Linked DNA regions of Mus musculus: region 1 is linked to region 2. Evidence: chromatin contacts called from public Hi-C data. All regions are on one chromosome and are shown on one strand. The core of a region is the stretch at or near the end of the contact, and the rest is flanking DNA. Distances in the headings are between cores, read along the strand shown. Region 1 overlaps Slc8a1 (solute carrier family 8 (sodium/calcium exchanger), member 1). Region 2 overlaps Slc8a1 (solute carrier family 8 (sodium/calcium exchanger), member 1).

Region 1 (6,377 bases), core at 3,138-5,637, 110 kb after region 2:
AACATAAAATCAAAGGAGCTTTCATCTTTAAGGTGAATTGATTTCCCTTCCTGACACAAATTTATCCTCATTAAATGTAGGTGTTGATTTTGAATTTTGATTTGAATTCAAGAAAACATGCTCATTGAAGTTACCATACTACTATATTCATTTAGCAGCTATTATACTAACTTAAATCTAACATACTAGAGCTTTCTGCATGAAGATTTAACTTCACTTAATACAAAGACACATTTGATTTCTCTGTCACACATAAAAGTTTTGGCTGGATCAGCATTACCTAGGAACTTCTTGACAGGAGGGACCGTGTAGCAGGTTGCAGAAATCCCAGATGCCCGCCAATGTGAAAAAAAAGACTGTCTTCAGACAGATTGAGTCATAGTTTGACGTAATTTTCAAAAATGCCAAGGAATTTCATTAAAATTTTAAAAAGAAGTCCTAGCAAAACTATAAAGAAAATCAAAGGGGGGAAATAAATAAAGATGGAAGCTGGGGGAAAAAATTCAGTTGGGAAAATGTATGCCATGCAAGTCCAAAGTCCAAAGTTCAATTCCCCAGCACCCATGAAAAAGCTAAGCACAGCACATGCACTGTGTCAACCAGCCAGGTCTCAACCTCTGGCTCTCCCACACATATACAAGCTCACAGAGATAAAGGGGAAAGAGTAAATTAGTATTATTTGGGCATAGGGTTATTGAATTCTCATACCACTTGTGATAATTATGATTTATCATTTTGTGCTGTGATTCTTTTTCTTTTTCTTCCACTACGTTTGAGGTTGAAGGAAAAGGAAGTTTCCTTCTAGTAAGAAATTATTATTTTGTTGCTTTGTTTTTCTGAACATACTGATAGATTAAAACATAGAAATTTGTAAGAATTAGAGCCAGTGGGGGGTAAAGGCACGCTACAGACATCTGGCAGTGCTAATGCCACTGCCAGGCTGCATCGAATGCCATTTGGGGTGACAATTTAATTCTTTGAACCTATTTAATTCCCTTGTGTAAAAGCCTTTGTTGCCTCCATTTCTCTGCAATCTATTCAAGAGCCACCTGTTGAGGTCCTACTAGATATTAATCATGGTAACACTATATTGCCCTGAAATAGATCTGCTAATTCCTCAAAGGGCTGGTGTGAAAACGAAATGGAGATTTAGAGACCTTGTAACCAGACAAGTGTTGCTACCAGAAAACGCTCATCTTTGTTGTCTCCCACATTCAAGCTTTCAAGTGGCCTGAGCTCTCCGCTCTGCAAAATCCATTTTGCTTCATTCACTTCCTTTATCAAAGTGGTGAGCTCACTGCAGGGGCATACTTTTGGAATAGCATATTTCTTTGTAGTTACCATTTTTTTTTGCTAGGCTAATAGACAAGTGCTCAAGCACTTCTACCCTGCATATAAATACATTCAAATGTGTGTGTGAGCACACACACACACACACACACACACACACACACACACACATACACACACACACACCCCACATATTGAGGTTTGGTCTTTTGCTATGCTAAACACTGGTTGCTTCCAGAGATCCAAGTGGTGCTATGTGACTTTGGACCCCAAGTTATCCTGGATTGCTGAATAAAGATAGCAACAGCCAATAGATGGGCAGAAGAGACATTGGCAGGGATTAGGGTTCCTGGTCTAGGAGTCAGAGGAGAACCACATGGTGGAAAAAAAGAAGGTAAAGAGAAGAGAAGACTCCATGGGATAAGACTCTTAAAATAATGGCCATGTGGGCTGACCAATTGGAGTTAAGAGCACACAGATGAAACATGGCAAATTATATAATTGAATTATTAGCTGGGAAATAGACATAATAGCATAGAGGTTACATATCTGCCCAGCTCTTTGCTGACTAAGGCTTACTATAAATATAAAGGTTGTGTATGTCCTTTAAACAGGAACTAAATGGTCAAAGGTGGGGTGGAAACCCCAGATTGAGATTAAATATTTCTACAACACACAGACACACACACACACATACATATGCATACATGTGCACACACATATGTATAAACATACATGATCCACTAAATTCAAATTGCTGTGTTTTTAGGAAAAGAGAGTCAAAAGAACAATAGCTTTTGCCTAAATTGTAATGTCCTTTTTAAAATTTAATGTGCACGGATGATGGCTTTATAATACAATCTCTCTGCTTAGAAATTAGGCCTTTGTAGACAACTGTTTGGAAAAGAGCTAAAGACAATAATTACAACTAATATTATTTACTATGCAGCAGGTACTGGATTGCATGCATATATTTGAAATAAGGATGCATATTGTCATTCTGTAAATGTCAAAATAAAAACAAGCCCACCTCTAAGTCAACAGAAATACTTGCATATATGGTATATGTTTATGTGTATATGTATATATGGTATATGTTTATGTGTATATGTAGATATGTGTATATGCAGTAAACAGAATGTACCCATACTATTCACTAGACTGAGAAAACTTAACTGTAGTTACAAAAACACAAATTCACTTTAAGAGCTTCGCATTTAAGAAAGGACCATTGGTTATTCATGAAATAAAAGACTTTTAATAAAGAAATTATAATTTACAGTGACTATTAAGAAAGTTCCCACGTTACTGTGGATGCCAGGAAGTGCTTGCTGTCAGAAGTCTGATATGGCTGTCTCCTGAGAGGCTCTGCCAGAGCCCAACTAAAACAGGCAGAAGCTCGTAGCCAACAATTGGACTGAGTTCAGGGGTCCCCAGTGGAGGAGTTGGAGAAGAGACTGAAAGAGCTGAGGGAGTTTGCAGCCCCATAGAGGGAGCAACAATGACAACAGGCCAGAAATCCAGGAGCTCCTGGAACTGGAAAACCAACCAAAGAGTACACATGGAGCGTTCCATGGGGCTGGCCACATATATGGCAAAGGATGGCCTTGTTGGACATCAGTGGGAGGAGCGGCCCTTGGGCCTGAGGGTGTTCAATGCCCCAGTGTAGGGGAATATCAGGGCAGAAGGACAGGAGTGGATGGGTGGGTGGGGGAGCACCCTCATAAAAGCAGGGTGAGGGAGGATGGGACGGGGGTTTCTGAAGTGGAGACCTGGAAAGGGGAAAACATTTGAAATGTAAATAAAGAAATTATCCAATCAAAGAAAGAGAAAGAAAGAAAGAGAGAGAGAGAGAGAGAGAGAGAGAGAGAGAGAGAGAGAGGGAGAGAAGAAAGAAAGGAAGGAAAGAAAGACAGACAGAGAGAAAGAAATTTACTCTTTCTTTGAAAGTACCTGAACCTACAGAGCACATTTTCTCCATAATGTCTCATTTCTATATATTTCTGGATAAGCACATAGTCTTGATACTCACTGTATCATTATTGTATTGGTCTTTACATTTATGTATATACGTGCTATAAATGTATTAATCAATACACCATATTCACATCCTTCTGTCCTACCTATACTATCCAAGAACTCACTCACACAGATGTCTGCTTTCAACACTAACAGCTCAAGAGAACCTCTATCTCTGATCTTCTGTCTTTCCTCTGTGGTCTGCTTGACTTATTTCAGTATTATATCACAGCATCCTGAAATGCTAAGCTGTCCGTGGCTAAGATGCTGAAACTACCATGCCACAGCTCATCAAGGTCATATAAAATGGCTTGGTAAAATGATACCATTTATAGAAAGGACTCAAATGGAACCACCTTGCTTTCTCTGGTAACACACAGGTTTAGGAGACAATGTTCAAGAACAGACATTTCTCTAGGTCAAGTTCCTCTCGGTTCTTGATGCTGTGAGACATGAATCAGATTTGAATATGACTCTTCTTGTCTCTACCAGAGAGGGCAGCCAAACTGTGAAGGAGCCATCTGGGATGGGCATAGCTAGGGAGCAGTAGTGTATGGTTCTCTTCCAAGGAAGAACAGTCACATCAAGGGTCCAGCTGCCAGAAGTGGATAGCTCATCATCATTGGCTCCTAGCCTGAACACCAGGGCAAGAGCTTTATCCAGAGGTATCGAGAGACACAGACATGCCAAAGAAGGCACATCTGGAGCGCCAGGGATGACTGCATGCTCACAGGTCTGTGTGTTGGATGCTGTTTACCTCTTCCTGTAGACACAACACAAGGCCCTCTATGGAAGGGATTTCTATGCCTTAGTCACCTCTGTAGCATTTTGACACTGACCAGGTACTTATGGAAAATGTTGACAGAAGGAATGAAGGAATGGGGTCTCAGCCCTAGTGGATTCCACCAGGCATTGAGGGCTTCTCAAACAGACTCTTCCTCTTACATGGTTCTAAAGACATAATTTCTGTTTATTTTTAGTAAATCAGCAATGAGCTGCATCTTGTTTCCTTATTCTCATACTGTCTGCTATTTGCTTGAACAGGACTCTGGACGGATTCCAGGTTTCATTTCATTTTCCTACTAGCTGAAATCTAATCAGGGCTGTATACTCATTGCCTTTGTCTCTTGGTCTGTCTGCCCCACCCCAACCTCTGCTTCTCTTCTTTCCCTGGTGACACTGTCTCCCAACTTCTCAGCTAGCCTCCTTGTCCTCCCTCCTTTCCTCATGCCCCCTTCTCTCCTCTAAACCCCCCCCCGTTCCTCCTCTCTTCTCTTCACTCCAGATATATAAATACCAGAAAGACTACTATATGCACTAACGTGAATAGTTCATTTTATAAATGCTGTCAAATCATGAATGCAATGACTGATGTATAAGACAGTAAGCTTCCTTTGTCGTGTTAGGGCTTCGTTTGTTTCGCTGTGCCCTAAGAATTATATTGTATATAAGTGTGACATAAGTTTACCTTCTCTTTCATTCTAAATAAAAATGTATGTATATAAGACATATGTATTTTTTGTTGAGGGAGAACCATTGTAGGCTTCTTTTAAAGGTTATAATTAATTATAATTATGAGTGCTGCCAATGGGCTTTCTCCTAAAAGACTAGTAATTTGCCTGTGAAATTAAATCATAAAAGAAAATAAAGCTATCTCACCCCAAAATACTTTCGCAGGCATATATAAATTTATAAAAGTATATGGAATATGTCATTGGCTCATCATTAGATTTTAGGTATTTTTTTTCCTTGTTCATGTTCTCTAGAGAGAATGTAATTAAAAGCAAGCTGACTTGAAATTTGGCATCTATACAGTGCATCTAAACCAGGTGTGGCAGCATATGACTGCAGTTCCAGCACTCAAGAGGCTGGGGAAGGAAGAGTATGTACTTGAGGCCAGTCTGGGCTGTATCATAAGCCAGTGTCTCAAATAAAAATAAAGAAAAATAAAAATACTCCTATTAATCATTAAAACTGCCTTTTCTGTAGCATTCAGAATTACAGTTTGTATGGGCGAAACCATAGTGAGAGTCACCTTTCATGGAAAGCTTCCAATCAATAATGCTTACTGTTAATCACCTCCAGGTTAGTATCACTTCTTGGTAACAGCAACAATCCAAGATAGTAAATATTGCCATGATAACATATTAAAAAAAAAAAGAAGGGAAAGAAATACTATTTTAAGTATGAAAATACATTCAGTATGAGAAAGGCTACATTCTGTATTTTGCCATATATGGAAGTCAACTGCTACTGGGCCCAGAGCAAGGAATGTAAAAAACAACAACAACAACAACAACAACAAAAACAAACAAAAAAATCAAAAACAAAAACAAAATACCAACAATCTCATAATGAAATTTCCCTGTCAAAATAGGAGCAAGGTGGAATGACTACTGTGATGAAGGAAAGACTGGACACCAATTGGCCAGGGCAGGTATGTGGAGTAACTGTGTCTTATATCCCCTTGCTTTTTAAATTCAGTCCATTGCTGTTTTTCTAGGCTAATAGAGATTGGGATTGGGAGTGTGGTGGTACTGTGGGCTGGGTATATGTTCAAGTATTCCATAGAAGACAAAGGTCATTTCTGTTTCTTACTTCTGAGTTGCTTAGACATGTGTTGCAATTAGGACTATAGTAACACAGCCTCCAATCAGATTATATTGAGATCTAAAAGTCCCAGAAGACAATGTAGGACTTAGGGTCGGGCAGTTCTGCAGATGGATGCTACAGTACTTCGTACTAGCTGTGAGAATTGAAGGAAAGCAGTAGATACATCGCGATCTATACGGTACATACATCTTGTATAGAGTAAGTGTGGTGGGAGCACCTAGTTCACTTTTGAAAATTAAAATCAAAATGGCATAATGCCCTGCCCTCAATTAGAGCTCTGTCATCATCCCCACAACTTTAACCTTGTCCATCATGACTATCACAACTCTCTCCACTACCACCACACCACACTTACTGCAGCCATTTCTACAACCATCAAATATGCAAAATCACAGCAACTGTCACACTACATCTGCCACTGTCACACCCACGCCATCACCACCTTTGCCCCCACC
Region 2 (6,000 bases), core at 1,741-4,240:
CAAGGTGGAGCTAGCGTGGAGCTTTCCCTGACTGTCTACAGAGCTTTGATTTTCCATGTCAAGCATTTTAAAATTTCGTTTTCAGTTGTATTATTTAATTCTCCCACACTGGCATTTTATTCCCCCACTCTTTCTCCCACCAAATAGTTAAGAAAATAGAACCATATGGTTCTTGTAAGGGTAAAATGTATTTGTAAGTGCTAGGATTATGATTTTTTTAAATTAGAATTAGTATAAAATGGCAAGCACACGTAGGACACCATGTGACTGTGTGATAATGCCATGACTCTTATTGTCTGAAAGACAGCATTTCTGAATGATAAGCTGTGGAGAAGAAGGTTTACCATACTGAATAGTTACATGAGAACATGGAAGTTCTCATGTAAGATATAAATGTTTCACCCTTTAGGTGGTGGCCATAATTTATAGATTACCTCTGAATGTAAAGGCAGACATGGGCATCGATGATATAGATGACTAAATATATGAAATTCTACCATTCTAAAAAAATCAACTATTGATAATAAAACCTGAGGAAATAGACATTAGAAGATGAAAGATTATTTCCCTTCCTTAATGTCCTCAGACATAATTTTACCATTCATAGTCACAGGATAAAAACATCTATTATAATACAAGAAAAGCATGAGAAATCCATTTCTGTAAAACCCCTCAAAAATGTTCACATAAGTAGATGGAAATATATACTGGACTTGTAGATAAATTCTATATCATGATGTAAAAAGAGGTGTTGGTCAAAGAGTGATCCAAATATCACTCATGCCCTCAGTCATGAAATTCTGCATGGTACCCTACCTAGGACACCATAGTTCTTAAATAACTCGATCAGTTATTTATTCTTTCCTTGGAGTGCAAAGGGGTTTATAGATACTGGCAATACCAAACCAACTGATTTAGCCCTGCATTCAGGAGTGTATAGTATGGGATTGCCCCATGACAGAGATAAATTTAGGTGGAAATTGATGACAGACAATGATTCAAGACCAACAGTTTAGACAAGGTTCCTAAGATGACATGAATGATATCACTGAGGACTCTGGAAGTATAGCCAAGCAAAGGTGTCCTGGGCAGGAGGAACAATCAATATAAAAGCAGAGATGCATTTTTGAAAACAGTTGCTCATTTTCTCAGGCATAATTAATCAATCCCCATATAGCACTTTCTGTGAATATGAGCAGTGTAAGTATCTTTATTGATCTTAATTCTCATCTCCCTTAGGGACCAGAGACCTCCTAGCATCCTGCTGATCCATCCTTGCACTCATTATCCCTCTCATTAACAAAGAGAACCCTCTGGGTTTTACAAATGTGGTCCTCCTCCCAAGGGTGGGCAAGAGGAAAGCCTTTTAGTCTTTTCAAAAATGTCTTCTGCAAGATATTTCTATAAAAAAAAAAAAAAGGAGAGGTGTTGTCTGAGAAATGTGCTTTTGTGTGGCAGGGCTTGAATGGGGATTGTTTTGCCTTTTACACAATTTCTGGAAAGGGAAGCAAGAAGGAAAAAAATATTATCATCAGTGTTGGTCAGTATTCTCAGGGTCTGAACTAAAATGTGCCACAAACAAGAGACTGTCTCTTAAACCAACTCAATACAGGCTCCTTGCCAAGAATAACTACAAAGTGGAGGGCCACATCAGCCAGGCCTTGGGATTTGCGTCTGGCAACTTTGGAGTTCCAGGCAGCATTTGTAAGAAGTCACTCTGTGAACTAGGTCCCTGGATATAAATCTACATGCAGGCAGATTTACGAGTGCTGAAGAAAGGTGATTAAGTTCTGTTCAGGGACAAGCCCTTTGATAGACTGTTCATTCCTAAGTGGCCATCCCTAAACACATGCGCATATATGGATATTACCAAATAGATTCCATAGGTTGTATTTGATACATACATGCATGCATACATACAAACACACACACACACACACACACACACACACACACATATGCATATATATACATACATACACATACACATACACATACACATACATATACACATACATATACATATACATATCCTCTTTCTGAATATATACAAGCTGAGTCCCTGGCTTCCTTCTGAACTTCCAAAAGAAAGCTTTAACAGTTCTGGAGAATGAAGACCTATTATTTAAAACTACCTTCTTTTTAAAGAATTGGGGCAGAGATCAGGGGCTATCACAGCAATCATTATCTCTGGAATATCTGTCAGCTGGTAGCAGCTAATGATGCTGTCACAGGTAAATGCTCCTTGATCTTCAGGATGTGATCGCCTAGCATCCTAGCACTCTGGGAGCTTTGTCTTCACTTGAATTTGGGGTAGAATAAAGAACTTGTGGATTTGTCCTAATCCACTATTCAAAATTGGCAACTCACAGCAGTCTGTTTATCCATCCACATAAGCGTTATAACAGGATTAGCTCCTGGCTTCTGTCCCTTCAATTAAGTGCCACCAGAAGACTCTTTTGTGACCAAAATGGCTCCATCAATGTTGACTTTCTCTTTATTATGGTAGCAAAAGAAACACATTAAAATGACATCTTTTTTTTTTATCTCCCCCTACCTTTCTAGTACATTTATATTCTTTATCTAACTCAGAGGCATGCTGGGAAATTTAACTAAATCTGAGAGCCAAATGTTCTGGAAATCCTTAAGACTCGGGGAGTAGCAGGGAGTAATTTCTCATCCAGGGTAAGCTCCAGTAATCAGCTTTTTCAACCCAGATTCAACCCTTAATAAAAAGAACGAGTGTTCGGGATAAAGTCTCTTTTCCTGCTCAGGGGACTTACTACCCTGTCTGTGTAACTCCTTGCTACTCATGTCATTGAGCCTCTTATGGGGAGCCAGCCTAATGCTTACTGATGCAAGGATGCTGGCTTTCAAAGTTTGCATAAGTATACTTGCTCGTGGACTCAGGGTTATACAGACCATTACCATTGTTATTACCCACGATTAAGCATAGAAATTGCACCCAGAAGACTTCCCTCTCTGGAGACCTTCCTCCCAACAGCCACTGTGCTTCAGTGGCTCCTTCCTTCTTTTTCACACTGTTCTTAGCTAAAGTCTGTGTAGCACTAAGAGAAAAAAACTTCAGCAGTGGTTCTCAAGCTTCCTAATGCATTGACCCTTTAATGCAGTTCCTTATGTAGTGGTGACCACCAATCGTACAGCTATTTCCTTGCTCCTTCATCGCTGCGATTGTGTTACTGTTACGAATTGTAGTGGAAACATCTGCTATGCAGGATATCTGCTATACAACACCCTAAGGAGTCATGACTCACAGGTTGAGAGCAGCTGCGTTTGGGGAAAGTGTAGGATCCAGTTACCAGGAATTTAGGAAAGGATCACCTGCGTTCCTTCCTACTGGCAACAGAGATAGTATTTAAAAGCAGCCCAATGATGGCTGCAAAGAGGACATTGACTTCTGACTTAGTATGAGCCTCAAAGGAGCAGATACCCTTGATTTAAAGTGACTTCTGGAGAACCTGGACTCATCCTTAGCATATCTTCATCTGTAAGTGACAGCCTATATTTTAGTACAAGTTCTACCACTACAGTGAATTCTTACAATTCCCGTAAGGATTTGGTTTCACTAGTTTACAATTTCATTCATTTTTTTTAAAGGGCAATGAAACCACAGATTTCCCTCCACTGACGATTGTGCCACTATCCAAGGCAATTTAGGGCCTAACGAGGTTGCAGCATGATGGTCAAACAACTGCTCCCCTTAGCTGGGAAAAAAAGCGAACGAAAACAGAAAATCTAAATATTTTTCTTTTAGTCCTAACAGGAGTAAAAATGCGGAAGTGGAACGGTAGGAAAGCCCGTCCTGGTGATCCCGGGACTTCATCCAGCAGCACCAGGGTCAGGCTGTTAGCATGACACTGTTTTTTTGTTTTATTTTGGTTTTTGTTTTGTTTTTTGTTGTTTTTTGTTTTTTTACAAACGTGGAAGCTGTTTTTGACAAATGGCAAACACACCTGAATCTGTGCCAGACAACGACTTTTGAAAGAGCATCAGTTCACTGGAGACTGTTTGGACCCAGGCAGTTCACTGGAGTCCTCGTAAAGATGTTTATTGAGACCCTCACTGTCAAAGATACCTCCACACAAACTGTTGTCTGCCAGTAATGCTGAGGAAGATTTACAGGTCCCCAACACATTTATTTGTAACAACCCTTTCTAAGACAGCAAAAAGAAATGAACAAAGGCAGAATACAAGGAGATGTGGGAGTTGCTTTTGCAACTAACTGGTTTTTGAAAGAGAAAAGGGATAGGCTCTTGTTCTCTCTATCTGGACATCCTTTAGATGTTGTATCATAAACCAAACATGTCCCCTCTAGGAGAGCCTGAAGGTGTCATACCCTTAATGGCATTCCTCTCTATGGACCCTGAACATGGAGCAGACGATCAAGGAGGAAGTCTTTATGAACAGAGCGAGTGACCAGGCAGAGGAATCGAAATGGGCAGTGGTTTGGCACATGTATTAACCAGCACCCCATTTCATTTTCCAGGTTGGAAAAACAGAACTAGATAGCCACTCAGCAGGGATTTAGGCTGAGTTCATGGAAACAAAGCTTGAAGTTATGACTACAGATCTAGTGGTTGAGGAGGGAGGCAGTAGTCTGCTGTCTATTGCATAGCGTGATCTGCAAATAGAGACTGTGGCTTTTGAGCGGTCAGTTTCTGACATGCTTAAGGTTTTACTGTTTCCACTTATGCAAAATCTACACAGTATAAATGTGTATAGATTTACACATTATACATATATATTCTCATACCCTTTCCCACTTATTACCGCTTGCTGTGGTCTGGAATGGTTTGGTGTGGTTTGCTGGTTCTATCTCTTGTCCTCTGGAGTTAGGCTTGCACGTGCCTGCCTTGCTAACAGCTGCTTGCCAAGGGAAGGTGCTGAACTAAACAGCTGAGATAGCCAGGCATTACCTCTTCTTCAAGAGTTAAATGACTGAGAGTGACAGCCTTAGCAACATGGGCATAACTCATCTTATAGGCCACCGAATACAGTTTCTCACAAACTGAGAAATTGCCAAGCAGATTCCAAAAACACAAGATGGCATTATTTCTTCTTCAATAGGCATTTTCTAAGGGTCCAGGGACAGGCCTGGAAGTTGAGCATCACAGTTACATTTACAAAGGAGGACATGGGAAATCCACAAGTAATGGTTTCTTGAGAATCCATGTGATCTGAATCTTGGGTTGGACTCTAAATCCTGGTTGTAGAATTTCTAGTATCTAATACACACACACACACACACACACACACACACACACACACATATATATATATATATATGACACTAGAAACTCTAGCTTAGTCAAAGCTGTATGAAAAACTTTAGTAGTGCTACATAGAAGAGACTAGCACCATAGATCAAGAGGCTAGGTTGGAAAATCCATCTTTGTTTGTTTTTCAAGCCTATTCCTTGTTTCTTGACATTTTCTCTCTCAAAATAAAATAATAATAACAATCGATCTAAGCATTAACTTTTATTTATATTTGTCTACTCATGTTGATGTGATTCACCCTGTCCTAGTTAATGGTACCAGAAGAATGGTGTCTACACCCAGACGGTAAGATAGCGGTGTTTACCCGAGGGATAATTTGGCCTTTCATCTGGTCTTCCTTGCCAAGTTAAATACTTACTCCCTTGGTTAAACAAAATAAAGAATTTTCTCCTACAGTGTAAAAGACATTTGCAGAGCTTTTGGGTTTGTTCATTTCTCTTCACTGGGCTTGGGTAATATGGGTTTTTCACACCAAAATACTATTTCACCCAATTAATTGAAATAGAACTAAAAAATCTGGTACACTGGTCCCTGGGAATTCAAACAAAACAAAACAAAAAAGAACAGACCTGGGGTTGTAGGTCATTGGTTAAAGTAGTTTCTCATCATGTACAAGCCCCTGACTTGAGTCTCAATCTCTGCTAAAATGATGATGATGATTATGATGGTGATGATGATGATAGATTAATTAATTAATAAT

What was found. Hi-C and Micro-C count contacts between places; a contact is called where the count stands out from the background.
Region 1: a contact with region 2 is called in a Hi-C map of the N1E-115 cell line, with 2.6 times the contacts expected there. The contact joins two enhancer-like sites. A contact is called at or near these places in 3 of 484 Hi-C or Micro-C datasets (the N1E-115 cell line, nephron progenitors and reprogramming fibroblasts), 2 of 115 datasets of contacts at active chromatin or transcription factors (bone marrow-derived macrophages and microglia) and 2 of 9 other capture datasets (adipose tissue and pancreatic islet).

What each region holds. Positions count from the first base shown.
Region 1 is chr17:81,632,639-81,639,015 of GRCm38.p6, forward strand. All of the region lies in intron 2 of Slc8a1 (solute carrier family 8 (sodium/calcium exchanger), member 1), which reads right to left. Among named protein-coding and RNA genes, the nearest start is that of Slc8a1, 100 kb to the right of the region's middle. Within about 2 kb of position 4,388, at least 15 of the 459 cell types and tissues checked have an H3K27ac peak or open chromatin away from gene starts, as enhancers often do. A contact at or near this core is called in the N1E-115 cell line, where this site is marked.
Region 2 is chr17:81,521,776-81,527,775 of GRCm38.p6, forward strand. All of the region lies in intron 2 of Slc8a1 (solute carrier family 8 (sodium/calcium exchanger), member 1), which reads right to left. Among named protein-coding and RNA genes, the nearest start is that of Slc8a1, 210 kb to the right of the region's middle. Within about 2 kb of position 2,991, at least 10 of the 459 cell types and tissues checked have an H3K27ac peak or open chromatin away from gene starts, as enhancers often do. A contact at or near this core is called in the N1E-115 cell line, where this site is marked.